Regions from separate parts of the Rattus norvegicus genome. Here region 2 is linked to region 1. The links are chromatin contacts, called in public Hi-C maps. All regions are on one chromosome and are shown on one strand. Each heading gives the region's core, a stretch centred on a gene start, on an enhancer-like site or on the middle of the called end of the contact. The rest is flanking DNA. Distances are from core to core; before and after follow the strand shown. Region 1 has its middle 68 kb from the start of Epcam. Region 2 has its middle 14 kb from the start of Tmem247.

Region 1 (5,629 bases), core at 1,329-3,828:
AAGACTTGAACAAACTAAACCAACCCAGACTGAGCCCGCACCGCACCCCTGCCCCCGGAGGGCTCTGGAGTCTGTGTGTTTAGCCAGCACACTAGGTGTTTCCACACCAGGCAGGTTTAGGAGGCTCAGGGAGATTCACAACAAGGAAAAGGAGGCCTAGTGAGAGGCAAGTTCTTGCCCAAGGGAAAACTGGTCCGTCAGGGAGAACCAGGAGTGATACTTCATTTTCCAACTCCCTTGGGTCTGTGATTGTTTTTGTCTTTCACACAGTACAAAGATAGCCTGTGATATTGGAAGAGACGCCCGGTCGGGCGTTTGTTAAGATATGCCATCAATAAAGGACGTATCAATCACTGAGGCTCAGTGCCCTGGGAGCGGTCTGCAGTGGGAATGGGCTGAGGCATTCTGCTTATGGGGCCCAATAAAATGACGGATAAATAATGAATAAGTAAGCTACCTCACTTGATAAGAAAAGTTTTTTCTCTCACAAATTGTATTTCACTTATTTATGTTTTCAAGACAGGGTTTCTCTGTGGAGCCCTGATTCTCTTTCCTGGAACTCGCTCTGTAGACCAGGCTACCCTCAAACGTAGAGATTCCCCTGTCTGTCTGCTTAGCGCTGTGGTCAAAGGCGTGCCCTACCACACCACCCTTTTTGGTTTGTATGATTTATTTTTATTGTTTTTATTTACGTATGAGTGTGTGTGTGATATATGTGTGTGTGAGTGTGTGTGTGATATGTGTGTGTGTGTGATACATGCGTGTGCTCACAGAGACAGTTGTGAACTGCCGAATGAATGAGGTGCTCTAACCTGGGTCCTGGGAAGGAGCAGCCAGGCCTCTTTTTTTTTTTTATGATTTTATTTTATTATTATCTTTTTATCTTATGTGTGTGTCTTACTTACATATATGTCTGTGTACATACATTCCTGCTACCCTCAGGTCCAGAGGAGGATGTTGGATCCTCTGTTACTAAAGTTACCATGTTAGAGATGGAAATAAAACCTAGTCCCGGGGTTGGGGATTTAGCTCAGTGGTAGAACGCTTGCCTAGCAAGCGCAAGGCCCTGGGTTCAGTCCCCAGCTCCAAAAAAACAAAACAAAACAAAAACAAAACAAAACAAAACAAAACAAAAAACCTAGTCCCTCTAGTAAAGTATTCAGTGCTCTTAACCACTGAGCCATCCTTCCAGACCCCCCCAAAATTTTAAATTACATTTTATTCATTGTGTTTGTGTATGTCTGCATGTGTATTTATGTGTCATATGTGTGTGACTGTGTGTGTGTCCGTGTGTATGTGTGTGTGAGTATGTGTGCATGTGTGTGTGTTTGAGTGTGTGTGTCTGTGTTTGAGTGTGTATGTGGTGTGTGTGTTTGAGTGTGTATGTGAGTGTATGTGTATGTGTGTGTGTTTGAGTGTGTGTGTCTGTGTTTGAGTGTGTGAGTGTGTGTGTCTGTGTTTGAGTGTGTGTGTGTTTGAGTGTGTGTGTCTGTGTTTGAGTATGTGAGTGTGTGTGTCTGTGTTTGAGTGTGTGTGTGTTTGAGTGTGTGTGTCTGTGTTTGAGTGTGTGAGTGTGTGTGTGTCTGTGTTTGAGTGTGTGAGTGTGTGTGTGTGTGTGATCATGTACTTGCTACTTCTTATATCAACTTGACACAAGCTAGGGTCATGTGGAAAGAAGAATCTTAATTGAAAAATGCCTCTATAGGATAGGCCTGTGTGCAAACCTGTGGTGGTTTTCTTGATTGATGATTGATGGGTGAGGGCCGGGCCCGCTGTGGGTGAGACCACCCCAGGGCTGCTGGTCCTGGATGCTGTAAGGAAGTGGGATGAGCAAACTATGAAGAGCAAGCCAGTAGGTAGCGTCCTTCCACAGCTTCTGCATCAGGCTTGGTGATTGACCACAGCCTCACACAAGCCCTGCCAACACCCAATCGCACAGCAATATACCAGAGAAGGGGAAGGGAAGGCTGGAGCAAAGTACCAGAGGGAACCCTCCCTTCCCCAGCCTCAGTGACTTCGGAGTAATGTCGTTGCACTAGGGGCCTGCGTGTGTGATGTTTGTATGTGTTTGCGTGTTTATTTGAGGTGTCAGGGATAACCTCAGGACTTTGCTTCATGCTAAGCAAGTGCTGTATCCTGAATAGCACCCACAGACCAGCCTCACATTCTCATGGGTAGGTACTGTGAGGCTTGGTGTGACCCATGGCGGGTTGTAGCTCACTCTGGGCCTATGTTGCTCCCAGGGGGAAAAAAAAAAACCGAAGTCACAAAAGATTCATCTCCTGAAGCTCCTGAAGGGCTGACTGACTGCCTTCCCACAGCCCACAGACTGTCCAAAGGTGTGTGTGTGTGTGTGTGAGAGAGAGAGAGAGAGAGAGAGAGAGAGAGACAGCAGCCACGTGTGTGGGAACCCAGAAGTCACCCTCCTCCTGTTCCTGTTTGACCACATCAGGGCTAAAGCCGACAGGCAAAGCTGGACTCCTCAAGCAAAAGGTTTCCCCTTCCAAGTCTACTCCGCACAACAGGCCTTTGTTGTTTGTTCTCCCTATGTGGGGACAAAAGCCCTTTCAGACTCTGTGGAATGTACCAGAAGTGTCATGAGAAGGGTTTGCTGGGCCCTGGCCTAGAATCCTGTAAGTCAGGGTAAGGAGCTGGCCCTTCTGCCTGAAGCCCCAGGTCCTGCCATGATTTCTCGGGGTAGGAATCCTTGCCTCCTCTACCTTCACTGGCAACTGCAACCCAGTCCTCACTGTGGCCTGGGAGCCTGCAGCCTGAGAAGGCCAGCCTGGGATAGCCTGGGAGCCTGCAGCCTGAGAAGGCCAGCCTGGTGCAAGGCACACGCTCATTTGACTGTCCCCGGTGAATGCGATATCACCCCTACACTGCGACTGCCTGACAGATCTGCAGAGGAAAGAAGACCTGGGTGGACAGTTTTCTGTGGCACTTGAAGATCGTGACAAACCGTGGTCCCACCCTTTATCATCGGGGCTGAACACTGTCACCCACAGTGTCACTCACGGAGCAAACAAAGCAAACCCACTTCAGTGGTCTTGTGGAAACAGCCCCCTTTTTCTCACTTTTTCTCTGCTGTGTCCATCCGAGGGGTTCCACTCTTGAGGAGCCAGGACCGGGCAGAGGGAAGGCCTCTGCCGGACTCCACATGGCTGCAGTCTGAGAGGACACTTCCAGGTTGCTCCCCCCCCCCCCCCCCCCCCGAGCTGGGGACCGAACCCAGGGCCTTGCGCTTGCTAGGCAAGTGCTCTACCACTGATCTAAATCCCCAACCCCCTACTCCTTTTCTAACCCAGGTCAGGCGACACCAGGGCACTGGAACCAGCCACAGTATTGAAGGTTGCTCTGCCTCCAAAATGCAGATGAGCCGGTGCAGGCTGACTTCCGGAACCAAGACCAGGGAGGGCGGTGGGAGACTGCATGTGCTTGAGAGCCATGTGCTGGTGGCAGCAAGGGCTCCAGCCCAGCAGTGCACACCGGCTCTCCAATCCTACAAGCGGGAGGGGGAAGGGGGAAGTGAAGGGTATGAGGATCAAGCTGGCTTTGTGTGTGATCTTGTTTAAACAAGTCTCTTATCAGAGCAGAATACGAAACTTTGCTCTTTCTTATTACCCCAGCTCCCTGGGGAATGGGTTTATGACTCTGAATTCCTGAAGGAGGATTAAATTGCCTCCTTACAGATAACAGCCCCAAATGGCCAGAGAGGCTACTAGAAAGAAATGGGGAGTAGGGATTCATGGTTGTCCTGTGGGAAGAGTCTCTGCTCTGGCCCCTGTGCCATGTTCTCTGTTCACAAACTGTACGCTGAATTCACGGTCAGGTGACATCTCACCACAGAGCAGCGTGATGGTGTGCTTTCGCTGTGCCTGGCTCCAAGGGCAGGTGCCAAGGACAGGGTAGGGTCACAAGGTGGCTTGCCAGGGCAACACAGTCCCTAGGTGGAGGGTGGTTGGCCGGGGAGGGGTGTACAGGAGACTGACTTCAAAAATCTATTGAGTCATTATTATGGGCCAGACGCTCTGTTTAGTTAGTGCCCTGGAAATACTTTAGAGAGGTGTCACACACTAAATGTGCAGTTACTGTCCTCCCATTTCACAGGGCGCGTTAGAGAATGACCAACCACAGAAAGACAAGGAGAAAAGCACAGTGTAGGAACAGGGGACAGGGGAGCTGTGCTCTGTGTTCTAACCCACTTCTAGGGGCTGCAGAAATGGCTGGGGGTTGAGAGCACTGACTGCTCTGATTGCAGAGGACCAGGGTTCAGTTCCTGAATCCACATGGAGGGCCTTGGCTCTCACAGCTGTCAGTGACTCCCTGGGATAGGTGCCTCATCTGATGACCTTCTTGGGCTCATGCACATATGCACACACACACACACACACACACACACACAAACACACACATACATACACAAACACACACACAAACATACATACACACACAAACATACACACACACAAACACACACAAACATATACACACACAAACACCATGCATACACACAAACATATATACACACAAACACACATACACACACAAACACACACACAAACATACATACACACACAAACAAACACACAAACACACACACACACACACACACACACCGTAACAACAACAACAAAGGTTGGCCAGCTGAAGCCTCTCAACTCAGCAGTACACTGGCCAAATTACCTGCTTGTCTCTTCTGTTTTCTCACTATGAAAACAGAAATTATTTCTAAAATGGTGGGTGGCGATGCTTGAATATAAAATGTCTAGCCCAGTGCCTGGAGCACAGTAACACACAAACTTTTATTATTTCCTGAGACTCTAGTTTTTGCCCTTCAGTTTGTTCCCACCGTAAAGGAGAAATGAACACAACACATCCTGAAATCCGACACCACCTTTCCTGGATACCACTAGCAAAAGTGACACTGATGTCAAAAACCCTTAAAGCGACAGTCATTAAAATAGCACTCAATCCGGGCACAATGAGTCATACATTATACTTCCTTGCACCTTGTCCTCGGCAAAATGGGAGGCCAAGGCAGGAGACTCACCTTTTCAGCTCAAGGGCTAGCTGACCTAGAGTGTGCTAGTCAGTGTGGGCTAACTAGTGAGTGTCACAATCAGGAGAGGCCCAATGTCAGAAACAAGGCAGAAAGCGAGAGCCATTAGTCACCCTTTGACCTCCACGTATGTGCTGTGATACTCATGGTCACACATGCAGATGTGCACATAAAATAATACATTTTAAAAAAGGAACTAGGGAGATGGCTCAGTGGATATAGCGCTTGTTGTACAAGCATGGGAATTTAGGTTTGTATCCCCAACACGCAGAGAAAAGCCAGATGTGTTAGCCCATCCCTATAGCCCCACCACTGATGGGTAGACGGTTGGATCCTGGGGACTCAGTGAATCCCTCTCGAAAAACCAAACAAAATAAAATAGGTCCGACACAACCTTCCTCTAGCATGATTAAACAGAATCTCAGAGACACAGATTCACTCGGTGGTAAGGAGCAGATGGACTTAAGCCCCAGCTACCAGACTTTACTACTCTCTGCTTAGACACTTGCAGGGCACAGAGGATATTTGAGACCAGGAAACTCCTCCCAGGGCCCAAAGTCCCGATGT
Region 2 (5,629 bases), core at 1,039-3,538, 750 kb before region 1:
GCAGAGGCTTAGCCAAGTGTGCATGCAGTCAGGGTGCTGAGTGGCCCCTGAAGGAACAAGAGCCCAGAGTGGGAGAGGAAGCCACGGAAAGGTCCTGTCTGGCTATAGGCTCTGCTTTGCTCCTTACACAAGTGACCACATGAATAAGATCCCTTTGTGGGCACATTAGGGGCTGAGCCTTCTGGCCACACCAGGATTTCCACAGGACTCCCTCTGTGACTTCCTAGATACCAAGGTCCTTCTCATCTCCCAGGGGCCTGTGTCAATTTTTCCTGCAGGCTGTGGTTGACATCTGTCCCCAGGTACCTTCTTAATCTCCCTGTCATCCACTGTTGCCCAGAACTGACAACTCCTAAATGGTTCCCTTCCCCCTGGATTTTCCCATTCCACTCTAATTTAAGCCACATTAATTCTCCAAATACTTATTTCCACACAGCCAAGTAGTTCCTTCCCCAAGGGCAATGACCATAGCTCTGTTACCACAGATGCTGCTCTTCATGGCACCCTATACACACACACACACACACACACACACACACACACACACACCACACACCACACACCCACACATACACACACACCACACACACACACACCACACACCACACACATACACACACCACACACACACCATATACATAGACATACACCACACACACCACACACACACACACACCACACACACACACACCACACACACACACACCACACACACACCATACACATACACATACACCACACACACACACACCACACACCATACACACACACATACACACACACCATATACATAGACATACACCACACACACCACACACACACACCACACACACACACACCATATACATAGACATACACCACACACACACACCACACACACACACCACACACACACACCATACACACACACATACACACACACCACACACACACCATACACGTACACCACACACACACCATACACACACACCACACACACACACCACACACACCACACACACACCATACACATACACATACACCCACCATACACACACCACACACACACCATACACATACACATACACCCACCATACACACACACCACACACCACACACACACACACCATACACACACACCATACACACACACCATACACACACACCATACACACACACATACACACACACCACACACACACCATACACATACACCACACACACACCATACACACACACCACATACACACACCACACACACCACACACACACCATACACATACACATACACCCACCATACACACACCACACACACACCATACACATACACATACACCCACCATACACACACACCACACACCACACACACACACCATACACACACATACCACACACACACACCATACACATACATACACACACACCATACACACACACACCACACACACCATATACATAGACATACACCACACACACCACACACACACACACCACACACACACACCACACACACACACTACACACACCACACACACACACCACACACACACACCATACACACACACACCACACACACCATACACACACACCACACATACACACACATACACACAACACACACACACACACACACACACACACACAGCTCTTGTATAAGCTGGAAAGCTGTGCCTCCCGACACCTAGAGATGTCTCACAGACCTCTCCCTGGCATTGTGCCTCTGTCCCCCCATTTCCCACCTGACACACCCTCCACCCCATCCTCTCCTTCCCACTAAGAGACCTGGCCCCCTTAATGTATACTCATTTGTCGTCTCTGCTGTCTCTGCACCCCCAGTGACCAGATGACAGGTAGATGTCAGCATCCCCATTCCTCTGGAGTAGAAACTTCCTACTGAGCTAAAAAGTTCTATCTCCCTCCTGTACAGCAATGAGTCCTCAGGCCAGCAGCATCCTCCGGCATTGTGCCTTCAATGAGAGGCAGAAGTACCAGGGTTCTGGGAAGCAGGAGGATAAAATAGGCAGAGAGGGACAGGGAGGGGAGGGGAGAGGGAGAGGGAGAAGGAGAGGGAGAGGGAGAGAGAGAGAAAACAGGCTACATTGGGGTGTCATTCACTCTTGATCCAAAAACCTGAGAAAAAGGCTTTCCAGTCAGCTAGGAAAAACAAACAAAGCCAGAATGGGGTCATCTGGAGGAAGAAGCCAGCCTAGCAGCTACCATACAATCAGAACCAAGTGGCCTCATGGATACAGCCCTGACACCATGCCGTGGAAACCTGAGGGGGCAGTGTTGCTGGTGTCCTGGGAGGAACTCTGTATTTCTATGTTATCGGCTGGGGGAGGCCTACAGCATTTGTTGGACTCTTCAGGCAAACACAGTGGCCAGATCTTCGAAACAGGACGCCTTTGTCCATGACTGACACCCTGGCCTAGAGCCCAGCTCTGCTTCAGGGGAGGATTTAGGTCACAAGAAAATGGGGGTGGGGTGGAGGGTGGCTGTAGCCTTAGAAATCTGTGTAAAAATTGGGGAGGCACTTCACCCCTTCCCAGGGTCACACCCTTGCCCTGTCTGACCTTACTTTGCATCACGCTGACTTTGAAGACACAGCATTGGATGGCCTCCTCAACCTCTTTTAAAAGCTATTTGGCAAATTCCCACCTGGCTGGAACCTCCCCCATCGATCTGTTACCTCTTTCTAGTCAGCTCAAATCATTGTGTAAAGCTTTCCCAACCTCCGTTCAGTATAAAGACCCGTGCAAACATGACCGGGAAGCCCCTGGAAGCCTCCAGTACACTGGAGAGTCACCAAGGACCACAAACTCGGACTGCTTTCCAAAGCCAGAGAGCATCTCAGACAAGGATGGTGCCCTGGCCTGCCGATGCTCCCCGGCTGTTTTGGCTTTAGAGAAAAGCTGCTGAAGATGTGAAAGCGGCTCTTGAAGAACGACCCAGTCACACCTGCTGTGATCTTTCCACTTCGGCTGCCCTTTCTAAACTGCTCCTTTTCACAGAGGTCAGCCCGAAGCCCTGCCTCCGAGGCCAGCCCTTATCCTCCGCGCATATTTAAAAGCGTTGGCAAACAGTTTTCCAACCCCTGTCTCTTAAGAGATGAGCTAACCGCTCACTCAGGCCTGGCGCTGAGCTAATGAACTGCGTGCCTTCCTGTTGGCTTTGCTCGCCATCTTCTGGACCGAAAGCAGTATTGCTACCAAGGAAGGGGCGGGCCCGGACGCTCCAGGGCTTCTTAGAGCAAACCCAAACACAGAAGACCAAGAGGAACTGTTCCTGAATACCAAGAGAGCAAGATTGAGCCTCGTTTTCTACCGCAGAGCTGTGCTCAACCACACACTTATTTTCTTTTGAGAAATCACTTCTGGAGCACCTGGCCTTACACTTTAACAAGCATGTGGCTGAACACCTACTATGTGCTAGTGGCCTGCTCGGACTGTGACAAGTAGTCACTAAAACACGTGTGCAAGTAAGCTGTGTCAGCACCCCTGAGCTGCAAGGAGCACGTGTCAAAGTCAGGGTTGAGCATAGTCTCTGCAGATTATTTTTACCGCCACTCTCGTGAACCCAGTATGAGAAAAGCAGGTTCCTCATGAGCTCCAGGGCTGGTCCCAAAGACACTGTACAGGTCTCAGCCCCAGTTCTCAGGGGAGCAGGTGGATGGAGAATGAGTCTAGAACCAGCGAACTTTGGAGACATCTGCGTAAGCCAAGGTGTTCCCTTTCCATTTACGGAGAGACTCTTGGGCCTGCCTTATGCAACTGTGAATTGCAAGTTGTTGTGGTAGGTGATTAATTCCACTCAAATCGTCCAGGCAGCCAAGGCAGCATGAGTTCCTGGCTACCTGCCCCAACCTTCTGGAGTCCCAAATGAAAGACACACACACACAGCATTGTGTTTAATATGCCTTAATCAGCTTAATGGCTGGGTCACTCCCAAACATCCATATGGCTAACACCTCCCTTCTGATACTCCCGAGTTATTACTTGCTAAAATCTATATTCCATCACTGTTGACCTAAACAGTGTGTGTGCGTGTGTGTGTGCACATGTGTGTGTGCATGTGTGCATGTGTGCGTGTGCATGTGTGTGTATGTACGTGTATGTGCATGTGTGTGTGCGTGCATGCACGTGTGCATGTATGTGCATGTGTGTGCATGTGTTCATGTGTGTGTGCATGTGGGGGGGGTGCTGCAGCCACTCTTCCCGGCTCTTACATGACTGCTATGCTATCTCTCTTCTGCACCCCTCAGGCCTGGTCTTTGTCCTCTCCTAACGTGCTGGTTCTCAACCCTCCTTCTTCCTTCTCTCTGTCCCACGACCCGCATATCCTGAAGTCCTGCCTCTGTCTCCCTGCCACCCATTGGCCACTAGCAACTTTATTTATCAATTAAACCTGACTGGAGGGGGTTGGGGATTTAGCTCAGTGGTAGAGCGCTTGCCTAGGAAGCGCAAGGCCCTGGGTTCGGTCCCCAGCTCCAAAAAAAAAAAAAAAAAAGAACCAAAAAAAAAAAAAAAAAAACCCTGACTGGAGGCAGGGACCCTTAGCATCCTATGTGCAGATTCTTGTGCAATTTTGGGAGCCCAATTAACATAACACAAGGATTAAACCAAACCCACAATGGCAAGTATCTATATAGCACAGTGGAGGACACACGTGAGCCTCTGGCTACACTCCCTGGGATTGGCTTCCTGAGAAGTGCCCCCCCCCCCCCGGGAAATGGTACCTTAGGGTTGACATCTGAAAGCAAAGCCAAGATTAAACTCCTGTGAATGCAGGTGAGACCCTCTTGTAAATGTAAGCCTTTGCTTATCTGTTTGAGACAGGGTCTTGAGTAGCCCAGGTTGGTCCCAGAGTCACTATACAGATAACTTTGAACTCTGGATTCTCTTGCCTTTGCCCACCCCTTTCAAGTGTTGGAATTATAGGCATGCCCTGCCCTGCCTGGCTTAGCATAGGCCATTTGATACCTGCAACGGGCAGAGGCATGTAAATCCAGAGCCGTTGTAGTTTAACCTGGTGGACAATTGTCTTGGGACACAAGCAACCATGTGGGAAGAATTCCTCTATCCCCAATAATCATCTCCCCCAAAATTCTACCTCTCCACTAAAACACTGTTGTTTGACTTAGGAGACCTCAGTTCTGGCACAGACGCAAATGTTCTGGTATGTGTTGTGCCCGTGTCATTATCGGCAGGTTCCGTGTCTGTGTGCTTCAGTCACACTGGATCTCCTTCCGGGTTGCAGCTCAGGCCAGCACCTTGGATTTCCTAGCAAGGACGTCAGAGCTGGATCCCGGATGGGCAATCGAAAGGACAGGACAGGGCCAGCGCTTGCAGAAAAGAAACCCAGGCTGAGTGCTCTCAGTATTGCCGAACTCAGGTTACAGGGAATCCTAGAAAAATCCAAACAGGCCTAGGATAGCAGCTCCTTACCACTCTGTCTTTCTGTCCAGCTAACTTCAGGAGGTGCCAATCCATCCAGGGCCCTCTAAGTCACAGGCAGGCACTAAAGGGCACAGATGGGCCTTGGGCTACATTCAGTCCAACACCACCCCCCGCCCCCACAACCCCACCACACCAGCTCTGGAAACAGCCCACTTGCTACCCCAGTTCAAGGACTGTGTGCTTGCCTACTCCTG

The links. Hi-C and Micro-C count contacts between places; a contact is called where the count stands out from the background.
Region 2: a Hi-C map of Schwann cells shows a contact between it and region 1, with 18 times the contacts expected there. The contact joins two enhancer-like sites. A contact is called at or near these places in 2 of 12 Hi-C or Micro-C datasets (the A7r5 cell line and Schwann cells).

What each region holds. Positions count from the first base shown.
Region 1 is chr6:12,715,345-12,720,973 of GRCr8, reverse strand. No RefSeq gene overlaps it. Among named protein-coding and RNA genes, the nearest start is that of Epcam, 68 kb to the right of the region's middle. Within about 2 kb of position 2,578, at least 36 of the 93 cell types and tissues checked have an H3K27ac peak or open chromatin away from gene starts, as enhancers often do. A contact at or near this core is called in Schwann cells, where this site is marked.
Region 2 is chr6:13,465,205-13,470,833 of GRCr8, reverse strand. No RefSeq gene overlaps it. Among named protein-coding and RNA genes, the nearest start is that of Tmem247, 14 kb to the right of the region's middle. Within about 2 kb of position 2,288, at least 47 of the 93 cell types and tissues checked have an H3K27ac peak or open chromatin away from gene starts, as enhancers often do. A contact at or near this core is called in Schwann cells, where this site is marked.